Linked DNA regions of Anser cygnoides: region 1 is linked to region 2. A link is a contact called in public Hi-C data. All regions are on one chromosome and are shown on one strand. The core of a region is the stretch at or near the end of the contact, and the rest is flanking DNA. Distances in the headings are between cores, read along the strand shown.

The links. A called contact is a pair of places that touch in the nucleus more often than the background predicts.
Region 1: a contact with region 2 is called in a Hi-C map of liver, with 4 times the contacts expected there. The contact joins two enhancer-like sites. A contact is called at or near these places in 2 of 7 Hi-C or Micro-C datasets (both in liver).

Annotation. Positions count from the first base shown.
Region 1 is chr2:119,863,215-119,866,625 of Taihu_goose_T2T_genome, reverse strand. No RefSeq gene overlaps it. Among named protein-coding and RNA genes, the nearest start is that of PPDPFL, 15 kb to the left of the region's middle. Within about 2 kb of position 1,750, at least 1 of the 3 cell types and tissues checked has open chromatin away from gene starts, as enhancers often do. A contact at or near this core is called in liver, where this site is marked.
Region 2 is chr2:119,661,611-119,664,930 of Taihu_goose_T2T_genome, reverse strand. No RefSeq gene overlaps it. Among named protein-coding and RNA genes, the nearest start is that of SNAI2, 180 kb to the left of the region's middle. Within about 2 kb of position 1,255, at least 3 of the 3 cell types and tissues checked have open chromatin away from gene starts, as enhancers often do. A contact at or near this core is called in liver, where this site is marked.

The sequences.
Region 1 (3,411 bases), core at 501-3,000, 200 kb before region 2:
TGGCTTTTCCTCACACACAAAAGTACAGAGTTAGGAAAGGAATAAAACCCAACATGACTGGCTTTTTCTCTCTCTTAATGGTTTTATTGAACAGCCAGAATAGACATTTTTTCACACACAACAACACAGAGTGCTGCTCTGTAATACTTGGATATTAATTGTTACTACAAATGGGATAACTGCATAGAGCAGTCATGTTTGAAAAATGTTTGGTGCCTGACTTTTCACTCTTTAAATAAATATTGCCTGACCAATTTTTACTTCAACACTTATTTACTATAACTTCTATTTTCATCATAACTTTGAGAAGCACAGAAAGTTCACTAAACACACCAACCTTTTCCCCCATACTAACCAAAAATTAATAAAAAACATGCCAAAGGCAACTGCTTTTTAACTTGCATCCAGTTTCTCATTATCATTCCCCTTCTCATCTCCTCCTTCACTCAAATGCTTGGATCAGAGAGAGACTTGCTCCAAGGCTTGCTTCGTAGGTAACAGGCACTTGTTCATTTTAATGACTGTCACTATCTCAACATGAATACAAGAAAGGCTTTACTCTTTTATTCAAATAATGGTCCAAGTATTATGAAAATAAGCTCCTTGTAAAGTATTTCATGCTGGGTATGTAATGAACTTGAGAATAGAAACTGTTTTCAGTCCTGCCTGCAATTTCTTCTGTCTGTCTATTGGAAGATGTGCTAGTCAGGAAGCACAAAGTAATCTCATGAAAAGGTAAAGATGAAAATCTAGAAGTGCTAGGTCTGAACCAGGCCAAACCCAACATTTTTTGACATTTCTCATAAAATGGAGCTTGTTGAGCCTGTAGCACCACGGTGAAATCAACATCCCTGTCAGTTCTACTTTGAATACTTTTTCAAGGTTCCTAGGGCTTTGGGGAAAAGCCAGCTTTGCAGTCTCTCATCTGTGACAGACCCTCCTGGCTCAGTTATCAAGACCCAGAGCTTCAGTTTTGTTCCATTAGATAGCATTTCATCAAGGATCATTTTTATACTGCCAGTACTTTCCCAGTACATCTATTGGCCTCTCGATGTTTTGAATTTATATTTTGTATAAAGTATAAGGAAGAAGAATTAAGGAAGGAAAAGAGTTTTAAAGTTCACTGCTACATAGAATCTATAGTGACACTAAATGTTAGATTAACAGCACTAAGTACATGTAAAATGCCACTGAATATTCTTGTTTTACTATTATGGGATTTTGTTATGCTAGCAGTGACCTTTCATGGATTAGTATCAAATTAGTATAGTGTTCTGGGAGCTGAATCATTGTTAAAGATTTCAGATTTAACAGTGAAAAGAAGGCGGTCAGATAATCCTGACCTTCTGATCTGGATTAACTGCAAGAAGCCAAATGTAGCTCCATTTTCATCCAAGAAAATGTTGCAGCCAGGACTAACTGACAGTTTCACTTACCACAGATACACCCAGGGAACTATCTAGGAGTTCAGTGCTTTTTCATGTTATAAAACCAGAACTACATAGGGATGGATTTTGACATGCCCCTTGGCCTGGTTTGGCATGCTGGAATCCACTCTCAGCAGAATTGTTGACAGGATTCCACCAATGACGTGCTGGTGCTGGTGATCCCTGCCAGGTTCTCACTGCCAGAGCTAAAACACATGTCTGAAGAGTGAGTCCTCACCCTGTCGTCAGCAGGACACAGAGACCTGGGTTACACTCTAACTTGGGGCTTGGCTTTCTTGGCAACTCAGGAATTATAAGAACATAGTCGAAGATTCCTCTCAATGGCTGTCCCATAAAGTGTCCTTAAGATCTCTGCTTTCCCTCACTGCTTTCTTCTTTGCCTAGGGAGGTACCAAAAGTTTTATTCTCCCTCACAAAATTTAGCAAGTAATGTTTGCAACAATTCACACACACACACACACACAAATTGATAAAGGATTTGTAAATAAATCACCTGCTGATATATAAAGAACAAGGGCAAAGTGGAATAGCTGGGTCTGTATTCTACCCAGATTATAACCAAACAAATTATCAAGTGAAATTTTGAGAGCATCTAAAAGAAGAGGTATAGATACTATTTTATTTTGACACCTTACTCTGCAGTTCTACAGGTTCCTTAACACTTTGGACAAATGAACTTGGCAAGTGAACCAGCTTTTCAGAATAGTATCAGAATGCCTCAAAGCATTCATCCCTCCAGAAGGCAAAAAAAAGCAAGTCCTGCTCCTATCACTTTTAAATGCACACTGTATTTGATTTTCTCCTTTTCTGTAAATACAGAAAATATTGTATTTTCTTTTCCAAGAAAAGAATTTCATGAGACATGAATGATGGTCCTTACATCTTCCATTATAGAAGGATCACTGGTAAAACCAGTTCCCTCCTAAAGCCAACTTCCAATCTAATACAAAATGGAAAATATACCAGTACTAAAACAGAAGAGCCAGCAATCTTAAGAAGTAGCACACGTCCTACCAGTTATTCCTTAACTTCAAAATGTATCATCTTCCTCCATGACTAGTTTTTAGATGAAACTGTAGCATAGAAACTTTGGCTGTACTTTCTCTTTATGGAAGAAATCAATTAACATAGTTCACAGTTAATCCAGCCAACCAACTGGAAATGGCAAATCTTTCAAACAAGAGACCACATGTGCTATTGAGGACCTCTTCCAACATGCTACTGGGGCCAGGATCACACTGCCAAATCTCATGATTATAGTCATAAAAATATGTCTTTATGTGCAGAGTGGATCAGACAGAGTTGTAACCTGAGGAAGAATGTTCACAGAGCTGTAGAATGGCTTGGGTTGGAAGGGACCTTAAAGATCTTCTAATTCCAAGCCCCCTGCCATGGGAATGTTGCAGCTTTATTAGCAGAAATTCTCTCCTCAATACCCACTGCATATCCTTCAGCTTCACTTTGAACAGCCCTGAATTACAAGTTTAAGTTGCCTATTTGTTTCATTTTGTGCTCGTTACAGTTCAGGAACAAAGATTAGCAATAAATATAATACATAATCTTGTTTTTGCTGGTTCATAACAGCAGTTTTGCTCTACCTCAGCTACAACCCTACAGTCCTGTACCTTGTTTCTCCTTGTCAAGGTACTTCTGAAGGCCTGGAGTCATCCAGCAGAGAAGAAACAAAATATGAAGCAAATTGCAGGCTATTTTAATCTAGTCCCTGATGGCTGAAATATAATTACTACAGAACTAATGCTATTGTTTAATATCATAGAAACATTCCTTTAAACATATTGCTCTTTAATTGTTTATTTTCAGTGACTTTCAGAAGTTTGTATCATGAATGTGTTTTGGGATAAAAACATCAATCCACTTGTACACTCAAACATTTACTAAATTCACTGCAGGAAGATCCTGCAGCTGTCAGGTTTGGCAGGCACTCATTGAAATGTCTCTCCAT
Region 2 (3,320 bases), core at 6-2,505:
GAAACCTGGAAGCCCTGAGGTCTCTAGTTCAAAGGTAGACTACTTGGTGGGTCATCCTGAAATGACATGCCATCAATCCTCTATCCTGGCAGTAGGGGAGTTGAGCAATGATCTGCCAGCCACGCAGGAGTCCTGTGGAGCCCTGCAGGATTCCAGAAAATCTTAGCCAAAATGTCCCTGCAAAAAAGTTTAGATTTCAATCAATTGCCAAGGTCTCTCTGAAGCTTGCCAAGAAGCTTTACTTTTCAGACTGGTTCCACCAGCTTTTCTCTGTAGAGATATTTTTGTTTGTTTGTTTGTCTTCAGATAAATTATTTTGCCCCAAGTACACCTTTTTGTCTACCTCAGTAATCACACAGGTCACATAAGTCCTATAACAAAAGGTGTACCTCCCCTGGATCTGTTCCTGGACGAGGTTTCAGGCACATAAAGGCTATTGCAGACCTTGGAGGTGTGCAGTTCTGACTTTCCAAACTGTCTTTAACACCTTTGCCATGCTGTTAGTCCTCTCCTTATGGAATTTCACCTTGAGTGGTTTAAGCAGCCATAGAGAGGTAATGCCAAATGTTTCCCTGGGTAGTCCCTGGGCAAGAGAAATTTAGGCCCTCTCCTAGTGTGATCTGAATGATCAGGAGAGCAAGAGAAAACATAACTGTGAGGAAATTATTAAAATCAACTAAAACAGTATCCATTAAAAATGATAATACAATACAGTATGCAACCTCCGTTGCTATCTCATATGGGTATTATGGCATACCAGCACAGATAATAAAACAGCAGTCGTAGGAGCCCCCTGGGGGGTTGCAGGGGGATGCTGAAACTTTGCCCGACTGCGGTACAAGAGCTGCTGCCCAGCCACGCTGCAGTTACCTCACTCATGGCCCAGGCCAAGTTCTGCTATGCGATAGCTAGGCCAGGCTCCATCAGGAGCCATGGGAGCCACCTACTCGTCTGGGAGGTCACTGTTTAATCCACCAGAAGGTTAAAATACAGAGTGAGGTTTGTGAACTTAAGGAAGACAAAGAAGCAACATCCCTAGAAAAAGTATTTATTTCTTGACAGATAAATCAACATGGCACACGTCAATATGTTATCAGTGGCAATGTCTTCTGATGTTTGCTTTCTCTGCCTTGTGCACTGCAACATCTATTGAGTAGTGAGGAATACTGTGTGGGGAAGCCCTTTTTAATTTGCATGCTCGTCATTTTAATGTCATCTGAACAACTAACCTACCACTTTTATCATTCTGCTATTAAAAAGAAGAAATAAAAACTTTATTAAACCTCAATTACAGAGTACTCATCCAGATTGCTGACAGTCAGTAAATGTCTCAGAAATCTCTCCCATTTCTTTACAGAGACTGGAATTCAGCAGTCCAGTGAACCGGATTATAAAAGCAGCATATCTGCCCCAAAACGATCGTGCTTTTTCTTTGCACTAATGTAGCTAAAATGCATGCGCTGGACAGCAGGCTGGCACCAGGCCGTGAAAGGTATTCGCCATTTTGTAAAACAAAGCAGCCATCCATAATCTTTTTTGTTTCCAGATAATAAAAGGAAAGTCTCATTTTGCAACCATAAAAAAAAAAAAAAAGTTAAAGCAGTACAGCTGTAAGCAGAAATCCAGTCCACTTGTGGTTTAAAGAGCTCCACGCCTACTGTACATAAAATAATACACTGGTATCATTAGCATTGACAACAGCTTGTTTTCAATTTGGCTGCAGATAATGAAATTATCCCCCAAATTACCATAAAGTGGAACAAATAAACACAAAAGCAAACTCTTTCTTTTTTTTTCCCCCTTCAGCAGCGCTGGCTTTCAGCTATTTAGAATAAAAGCAAAGCTTCTGTTTTTCCAGAGCTCCGGCTTGACCTCAAGCAGATAAAGAACGCGACATGACAAACATGCAGCAAAGAGTTACTGTGTCCTTCCCCCCTGGCCTCTGTTTACATTAGGAAATGTACCCGGGGAGGAGGGAAGGGGAGGCAGGAGGGCTGCCTTTCAGCGCCGCGCTCAGCTCCGCTGGCTCCGGCTGGAGCTGGCCCCTGTTTCTGAGTAAGCTTACTCCACTCCAGATGTGCCTCGGCTCCAGCGTGGCTGCCATGTACAGTAAATCGGCATCTGAGGGCTCGTCAATCTGTGGGGTAGAGCAATTGCGGTCTCGCCAGGCCGCCCCACTGGCACAAACAGAAATCTCCGCTGCTGAACTGGGAAAGGAGGAGGGAGAGGGGCGGCGGGGAGGGAAGGAGGCAAAGTAACGGGGGAGCAGCGTGCGAAAGGTGAGGGCTGGGAGGTGTCAGCTCCCAGGAGGAGAAGGGGAAGAAATAAACACTAACAGCCAGCCGGGGAAATGTTCTTAATGCGTTTGTAAATTTACTTGTAAATGTTTTACACTTAAAAAGAAAGGGGAATGCTGCATGTCGTTTGGAAATGCTGGCTGTCTATAGGTCCCCGTGGATATACTGGTTTAGTACGACTTGTAACCAGAGCAAGAGAAGCATAAAATAGCTGGGAAAAACACAGCCAATTAGTCTTTACATGTAGATTGTAAAAACAAGAGGGAGAGGGAGAAAAAAAGTAACCTTAGCAAATTGAGTCCCTCTTGTTTATATCCCTGGAATAGGAGCACGAAAAAGCAGAGGCAATGACACCTCCGTATCAACGTGCAACCTGCGAAGCAGGCAGTGCTCGCATTCACGGTCCTCTAGGATTTCCTGAGTCTCGCAAGATTTACCTATTTGCTGTCATTGTAAAATACAAATTGTTTCGCTAATCAGGCAGTTTGCTTTGGACCTGACCCCAGTTGTACTAACTCCAAGTTGGACGTTCACTTCTGATCTCCTGCCGCCTACGCAGCCTTTGCTGAGTTTTAATAGAATGAGAAAATGATCTTTTCTTTTATAGTAGGTTCAAATGAGCTACCCAGCTTCAAGCTGACTATAGCTATGTTTTCCTAATCATCAATTTTTTATAGCAATTCTGAGGACCAGAATGCCTGCTCCCCCACCCTTGTCTTCTAACAGCGCCAAGACTAAGAATGTAAATAAGTGTTAAATTGAAACACAGAACAAAAATGGGTCAGATTTAGTGTAATTGAGTCATAGTTAAATTTAGGCTGCTTTTATTTGCTAATGTGCACTTTAACAGCAGCTCTATACGGCATCTCTGGGCAGAATGAGATGCCTCATTTATTTATTATTTTTGTTGTGGTTGTGCCTAAAATTCTCAGCAAAGGCTCCCAGTCCCATTGTGCCATGCACTGTAAAAGATGAGCTATGCATTTTAAAGGATATTTGTTGCCAGAGATGCTGTCTTCTGGG